Regions from separate parts of the Mus musculus genome. Here region 2 is linked to region 1. The links are chromatin contacts, called in public ChIA-PET maps. All regions are on one chromosome and are shown on one strand. The core of a region is the stretch at or near the end of the contact, and the rest is flanking DNA. Distances in the headings are between cores, read along the strand shown. Region 1 holds the start of Gfi1 (growth factor independent 1 transcription repressor). Region 2 holds the start of Pigg (phosphatidylinositol glycan anchor biosynthesis, class G).

The links. ChIA-PET counts read pairs in DNA pulled down with a chosen protein or histone mark.
Region 2: an RNA polymerase II ChIA-PET map of memory CD8 T cells shows a contact between it and region 1, with 6 read pairs. The contact joins the promoter of Pigg here to the promoter of Gfi1 in region 1. A contact is called at or near these places in 1 of 39 promoter capture datasets (liver) and 2 of 115 datasets of contacts at active chromatin or transcription factors (bone marrow-derived macrophages and memory CD8 T cells).

What each region holds. Positions count from the first base shown.
Region 1 is chr5:107,722,078-107,726,059 of GRCm38.p6, reverse strand. Gfi1 (growth factor independent 1 transcription repressor) reads left to right here and starts at 1,717. Exons shown (of 6, transcript NM_010278.2): 1 at 1,717-2,336; 2 at 2,652-2,837. The coding sequence starts at 2,222. RefSeq lists promoters at 1-130, 1-301, 1,698-2,086.
Region 2 is chr5:108,310,908-108,314,889 of GRCm38.p6, reverse strand. Pigg (phosphatidylinositol glycan anchor biosynthesis, class G) reads right to left here and starts at 2,077. Exons shown (of 13, transcript NM_001310689.2): 1 at 1,812-2,077; 2 at 726-931. The coding sequence starts at 1,965.

The sequences.
Region 1 (3,982 bases), core at 468-2,967:
AAAAAAAAAAAAAAAAAAAAGTCAGAGAGACAGATCAGTCTCTCCCGAAAGCAAGATTCAGTTTGCACACTCTCAGAGCTCGGTGCCCGCGCCCTGACCCCGAAGGTAGGTTTGCTGAACTGCTGTGCCTCCCGCTCAGGCGGGGGTGGCCTCGAGGACTGGTAGGAGTACATTGACACTGTGGGGACGTCCCGAGGGCGCAGGCGGGTCCCCACCTGCTGCAGAGCATCGGCTGCTGGGTTCTGGAGCCACCCAAGCGGTGGAGCGAAAGATCTGGAATAGAGGGGCACACAGTTTAGCGGTTAGATAGCAGAGTGGGATCCACGCAGGAAGAAAACATCTGGTGGGCATGTGGCGGCAGCGGGCTTCTGGAGGCCTCCTTCTGAGCGCCTTGCCTTCAGCTCCCGAATTTCCAGCCTCAGATGACCAGGGGAAGCCTGGCGGGCCGCTGTGCCAGGAGCGTGCCGCCCCGCCCCCTGGACGCCAGCTGCAGCACGAGGTTGCCTTCCCACGCGCTGGGCCTCCTTGCCATCCCCTTACCCCTCCTACCCGGAACCCAGCAAAGCCCTCCGAAGCGTAGGTTTGTGGCCTGGGCGAGGACGCCACCTCTGTGTCTACCCTGTCCCGCGTGGTGCTGACGCGCAGACCCAGCGCGGGACCAGACAGCCCTGCTTCCCACGGGTCCCGTTCTTGGCTATCGCAGGACCGAACCTCATCGAGGCCTCCAGAACTCTTGCCCTGTTTTCTTGCTCTTCATGCTTGCTTTAAGAATTGTCCTCTGGTTGGAGCGTCTGGCTGTACAGACAGGGAGTGCGGGAAAATTAAAGCGCCGGAGCCTGGGTTCTGGGAGCCAAACCCGACCAAGGCGTGTGACTATACATTATGACTGGGAATCTGAAGCAGGAGTCCTTGGGCTCCTTTTAAGTGGGTACAACAGGGTGTGTTCTGTACGCGCTCCTGGGGGGGGGTGGCGAAGAGGCTCGGGTTCCTCAGTCTGAACTGCACGAAGCCCAAAGACCCGGGGCGTGCGCCGGCCTGTGCCCCAGTCTTTGAGCCCGCCGCCGCCGTTCAGCCTCTATTGCCTTGGACCTTGGAGGCAGGCGGATTCGTTTCACCCTAGGCCTCCCTAGGGTCGCCCCCGGAGCGGGCCAGGAGCTGGGACGCAGTCTCAGCCCCGCCTCCTGCAGGGCTCAGGTTTCGACCCGAGATTAGGTGAACTGATTGGGGGTTAAAGAGAGCGACGCCAGCTCTCGGTCATGCTCAGGGACCCTGGCCTCCTGGCCAGGCCTTCTGGCCACTGCTCACTCGTGCGCGCTCCGGTTTCATCTTGCTGGCCCGCGAAGTCGTTGGCACTCATTAAATTTGGGCACCGCGTGTTTGCCAGTAAGCACGCAGTTTAAACTCAACTTCCCTAGGACAAGATTTTTGGTGAGCAGATCAGAAAATAATTCTTTCTGGGACTTAGTTTCTGAAGCAAGGCCTACAGGTCTGGAATGTTTCTCAGTGGTCGCCGTCCTGGCCGGTGCCACACCACTATTCCAGTGGGCGTTTCTCCTGGGACAAGTGTTGGTCCTTTGCCACTCCCACCTCACTTTCCTGTGCCTCTGGCTTCCTGACTTCTGCTCCAGCCACTGCAGCACATAGTCCCTAGGCAAACCAGTCCCTAGTACGCCCCTCTTTCGCTTCTGTTCGTCGCGGGGCTCCTGGAGGTTTTGGCTCCAAGCCCCTTCCGGGTCCCAAACACTGATGCCCCCTGACTGGCTAAACTAAGCCACGCATCCCTGGCGTGAGCCACAACCCAGAAGGGAGCAGGTGGGCTTGCAGGGTTGACTTGGGATAACGGACCAGTTGTGGACTACTGCTCTCAGGAGAGTGATGATCTAGCTTTGGTAGGGAAGGGGAGGGGCTGAGGCGTGGGCAGGGCAGAGCAAAGGGACCAGAGCCAGAGCCTGGGGACAGGTTTTACCACTGAGCTGTTGCAGTGGCGGCGGAGGCCGGGATTCGTGCCACCTGTCCGAGTGCCACCTGGTGAGCGTGGCGCCTGGGTCCAGGCCCCTCCTCCCGCGGCTTCCCTCTCTCCTCCCTGGCCCACACTCTTCCTTGGCCTGGGAACCTACCACAACCGCCATCGGTGCTGACCCTCGTTTCCACCCAATTTTCCCCCTTCTCTCAGAACTCAGAGTATCCGAGGGTCCAAACATTCGTCCAGCGGCTGACCACCATGCCGCGCTCATTCCTGGTCAAGAGCAAGAAGGCGCACAGCTATCACCAGCCGCGTTCTCCGGGGCCGGACTACTCCCTGCGCCTGGAGACCGTGCCTGCGCCGGGCAGAGCAGGTGCGAAGCGCGCAGAGGCCGGGTAGGGCAGCTGCCGAGGACACCGACTCTGCTCCAAGCCACCTCGTTTCCTAGGAATCGGGGGAGGCTATCCTAACGCCCCTCGGGTGCTTTTTTGTTTTTGTTTTTGTTTCCCGGTGCTCAGATTTGCTGAGCTTGCCAGAGATGCCCCTGGCGCTCGCAGTCGGCTCTTGAATTCGGGAGGGAGGGCTCCCGGTTGGGTCAGAGTGGACAGAGGAGGACACGGGCGCCACGGTGGAACCACTTCAGTTCGGCCAGGTTTAGGTTTATTTCTCTCCTGAATCTTTTCCGCAGAGGGCGGCGCTGTGAGTGCAGGCGAGTCGAAAATGGAGCCCCGAGAGCGTTTGTCCCCCGACTCTCAGCTTACCGAGGCTCCCGACAGGGCCTCCGCGTCCCCCAACAGCTGCGAAGGCAGCGTTTGTGACCCCTGCTCCGAGTTCGAGGACTTTTGGAGGCCCCCTTCTCCCTCCGTGTCTCCAGGTAAGCCTTGATTCGAGGTCTTGTGGCAGAGTTCTGGAGTCGCAGCACGGAGGGAAGCCCGCACAAGGGATGCAGAGGGTCGGCCTAGGGATCTGGCTCCTAAGGGAACAGGGTTCAGGGGAGGCATCCAGCTTTTGTGCTGGACACCTTGCCCAAAGTGTCCTCTGCCTCCTTCTAAGTCCCTTAGCTCCAGGCTGGCCCTTAATTCGTTTGCCTGGAACTAACAGGCGAGGTCAAACGAACTGGTCCTTCTCTGGCTGGCATTTCTTTTATGTCCAGAATTCATTGTTTAGAAATTGTCAGATCCCAGAATCCAGGACCCAGACCTGAATACTTCAAACAAGAGACCTGGGCAGTCTGAGCGGTACAGAGCTGGGCACCACACTGGAGTGCAAGGCTGCTGCTGAAAATCTCAGCTCGCTGGCTCTGTCTTCAAAAGTTTCATTTTCTCCCCTTCTGCTAAGAGGGCCCAGGCAGGGGCACCAGCATGCTCGGGCTCATTTCCAGGGAGCAATTGACTAGAGTTGATGGGGGTGGGGTGGGGGTGGGGTGGGGGTGGAGGTGGGGGGGGATATCTCGGGTCACAGCAGAAGTAGAAAGGAGACCAATCCAAATTCTACTAAGAGCAGGCTATTTCCCTTTCACACTATTAGCTCATTCACCCCCACAAGCAGAGGGTTGGTTCTTCCTAGCTGTGTGACCAAGCTGCTATGGGACAGGTCCGCCCAGAATGGAGTGTGCATTTACTTGCATTCATTCAATATCCAATTTTAGCAAAATTCACGTGTGTGAAGGGAGAGGAGTTCTTCTGAAGGTAGTGTAATTTTTAACTGTAATTTTTCATCAGAAATTTATCAGGGATGGGCATACTTCGCGCCCTTGTCTGCTGCCCCTTGCGTCATAGCTTTGAGAAATCTTGGGGACATTCCAGTTTGTTTAGTCTGATACTCCTAGATAACCTGGACTCAACGTGGATCGGCCTTCTCCGTTCTTCCTAATCTATTGCAAAGAGAAAGGAATTGAGTAGAGGAGTACTTGAAAGGAGTCAGGACCCTAGACCTAAGTTCTCCTGTCTGTCTCAATCTTTCTAGCAGGTTCTGGGGACTGGGGGTGGGTGGGGTCCAGCCAGAGAACCATCAAAACGA
Region 2 (3,982 bases), core at 828-3,327, 590 kb before region 1:
CCTCCTCCTCTTCTTTTTTAATTTTATTTTATTTATATGAGTACACTGTAGCTGTCTTCAGACACACCAGAACTGGGCATCATATCCCATTGCAGATGGTCATGAGCCACCATGTGGTTGCTGGGAATTGAACTCAGGACCTCTGAAAGAGCAGTCAGTGTTCTTAACCTCTGAGCCATTTCTCCAGCCTCCCCACCCCCCACCCCCGCCACAATTCTTAGGTAAAGCACAATGCACTTCAGAAGTGCCCTCATCAGACTGAACAACAAATTATGTAGTAGAAGTAACAGCTCTTCAGACCAGTTCATAGTTCTTTGATCATTTTGTATAATTCTGACAAATAATTTAACTTGACCGAGTTTGTCTTCTTGTATATACAGTTAATGAACTAGGCTGAATATGCCCAAAGGCTCCCTCAAGCCTGACGACTAAGGAACACAATAGGCCACCACAAAGGAGGATACCTCCTGGACTACGGTGGCCTGGAAAATCTGGTTCTAAATCCCTCCCCCTTTCCATGAGGGATGAACTTCAGCTACTTAACAAGGGGTAAAAAGATTACCTTATTATGGGATTTCCTCAGCACCCCACTGCCCAGCAACACTGACAACACTGAAATATTTCCCATGTTATTAAAACAGGGTCTCCAAGTCGGTTAAATAATCGCTCTAAACCTTCAAAAGAGCCAAGTCATGATTCATAAAATTTAACCAAGTTAAATTTACCTTGATTCGAGGCATAGTAACTGTGGGTGGCTTTGCCTCAGCCACAAAGCTATGAGATGCTCCTTTTTCTACCAGATACGTTGTGTAGGGCATATACTTCACACCTTTCGACCCAAACACAAAATCATCTCTTAATGCATCTATCAACACAATAACCACTTTACTGAAGAGAGGTGGTGGCAGCTTGGTCCAGTTCGAACGGACTCCTAAAAGTATTTAGAAAAGGGGAAATTAAATTTTAAACTCCATTCAGCACTCCATTGCCTTCAATGTCTTTTTCCTTTGTTCTTCTAGCACACATCAAATCTATTTCAACCTGAAAGAAGGCCCATTTTGGGTAGCCAGTGTTGTGTTAATTTTCTAAGAAACCAAACAAGACAACTGTGAAGGTTCCTTCAAGGGTTGTAACCAGCCTGCAGGTGACTACCAAGAAGGGCATCTCCTGGCTAGGCTGGACAGTATGTTAACAATGAGTAGGTATCCCAGGAATGTGTAGTGCACTACTCTTAGCAAGGTGAAGAGTCCAGGACAGGGCCACTTCTACCTAAGAGACATACAGTTGGAAACTGTGCCTCCCTGAGCTTGCCCTAAAGCCTAGTCTTGCAGGCAGTGAACCTATGGGTTTACATGTCCAGTGGCTGTGATTATATGGACCTGTTTCACTGCAGCGGAGTGGGTATCAGGTGTTTATTTCTGTGTTGGTGAGGCTACTAGGGTGCTAATGCAGAGAGGCCCTAAGCACTGAGGGCCGGGAGGTCTTCTGGGGGAGAGTTGTAGAAAACTGGAGGAGATCTGAAGAAACATCACCTGTTATGCCCTATGGGTCCAAAACTGGAAACCTAAATTGGTAGTGATTGAAAGGATTATTAGGAAAAGGGGTACGAATCACTGAACAGCGGCAAACAAGACGCAAAGTCGGAGTTACTCTGGGAATCCTCTGATTATCACATAGGTCGACATGGGGCGGGAGGCTGCGAATGCCTCGAAGGTGTATGATACACAAACAACACTAAAACAATACAAATTGTTTCCGTGGTGGGGCAGAATGAAAGCGGGAACCACCGAGATGGGGGCGGGGGGCTATACCTGCTACGGGTTCGGGCGCTGGGGTCTCTGCATCGTGCTCTGGTCTAGCAGAGGAACGAACAGGAGCTGGGAAGAATCCCCGAATAAATATCGCGACCCCGATCACCTCAATCGCTACGCAGCTGGCAGCGAAGGCCCCGGAGCCCAGCCGCATTCTGCCCTGCCGCTGGGCCGGTCGGCCCGAAACTTAGTGTAACAGCGGGCGTTGCAAACCCGCACCCAGAGCCCACACCCGGACTGTCAAGAGCTCCCTCCCAGCCTGCCTCGCCAGCCCCAGCGCACAGGAAGTACGTCAGAGTGGCGAGTGCCCGCGGTCGCTCCCTGACGACGTTCCCCGCGGACCGGCCCCGGGGTGATTCTCCCGGGAGTCCCTGCCTCCTCCCGAACCCAAAGGTCCACGGAATCCCCGGCTGATCCATTCGGGAGCCTCGCTTCCGGTGCCACCGAGAGTCCCCGCACCTGCCCCGCCATCTCAGGATTCCAAGTTTGTGCGCCTTGAGCCAGGCGCATCTAGCGCTGCCCAGTGTCGGTGCAGTATTTAGCTGCTGGTGTTTCTGGTGTATTATTAGTCCTACTCACTTCCTCCTGGTGTTATGGCCCCAGTTTTCTGACAGGACGACTCTGACAGACTCGGGTCTGGGGCAAGCCTGCAGATTAAGCGATCCTGATGCGATTGGCAATCAGTGAGTGTGCTCCCCTTCTTTGGAAAGCTGTCCTCTGGAAGGAACCTCTAAACCGTAGGGGGCCACGTGTTTGGTAGGCAAGGTCTTTCCGCTCTAGATGCGGGAATTTTCCCGGGCTCATGCAATGAGACAGAAGCCGGTCTTTGAACAGAGTCCACCCCAGCCTTGTCTTCCTTTGTGCACACTCATTCTCCTTGCGGACCTTGCTTCTGTAAGTCAAAAGACCCAAACCCCTTCTCACGAACTCTGTTTTTCTAGGAAGCCAAGAACAAGATAGAGGTTTTGCTGCTGTTAAGTTGTATGAATTCCTTAATATCTTGGATAGCAACCTTTATATTTGATTTGTAAGCTAAATTTTCATCTAGTTCATGTTTTTTTTTTTTCAGTTTACCATAATCACACGTACTTTTTTTTTTTTTTGGTGGTAATTCTCTGTGAATTTGGTGTTATATGTTTAAGGGGGAAAAAAAGCATCAGTTTTGGTGAAGTTTCTTCTCACCTTTTTCTTATAGGAGTTTTATAGCTTCAGATATTAAATTTTAGTGGTTAACCCATTTTTACTTGATATTTCTGTATGTATAAAGGAAGGGTCCAGTTCCATTCTTCTGCATGTTTACCCAACATGAGTGGTGTTAAAAATATTATGTCATGGATCTCTGTGACTTCCAGGCAAGTTCCAGGACAGCAGCTACATAGAGAAACCCTGTCTGGGGGAGGGGGGAAGGGAATAAAAATAAACAAACAAATAAATTGTGTGTGTGTGTGTGTAGCCTTTGAATTTATCAGTGATTAGTTAATGACATAGTTTATTAATTAGGTGTTTTTATGACAATACCACACTGTCTTATTAAATCAAAATATCAGTAAGACAGTACCACAGGAATATACATGCATGTGCACATAAAATATCAGTAAAGTACATGTAGCAAGTCCTGACAAATGAACGTAGAAATAGGAAATAGAAGAACACTGTTTAGACACTTTAATATCCTAGTGTTGATAATGGACAGAACAACTAAGCAGAAGAGAAAAACAAAACAAAACACAGAAGACACGAACTCTATTGTCCCGCTAGACTACCAACTGCAGTGTGTACATTATTCCTCATTTCACATAAACATGAACTTCTATGAACAAAAGTTCCTGAAAGAATACCACCTTACACTTAACTTCCTACAAGAATGATTAACCAATTAAAACTTCAGACTATATAGTTTGAAGTGTTACATGTTGTCTTAGGGTTTCTATTGCTGTTATAAAACACCATGACCAAAACATCTTTGGGAGCAAAAGGCTTATTTGGCTTAAATATCCTGGGTCACAGTTTGTCTTAGTCAATGTTCTATTGCTGTGAAGAGACACCATGACCACAACTCTTATAAAAGGAAAACATTTAATTGGGGTTGCCTTACATTCAGAGGTTTAGTCCACTATCCTCTTCTCAGATCCTTGACTCTAGCTTGTGTCAAGTTGAGGAAAAAACAAAAA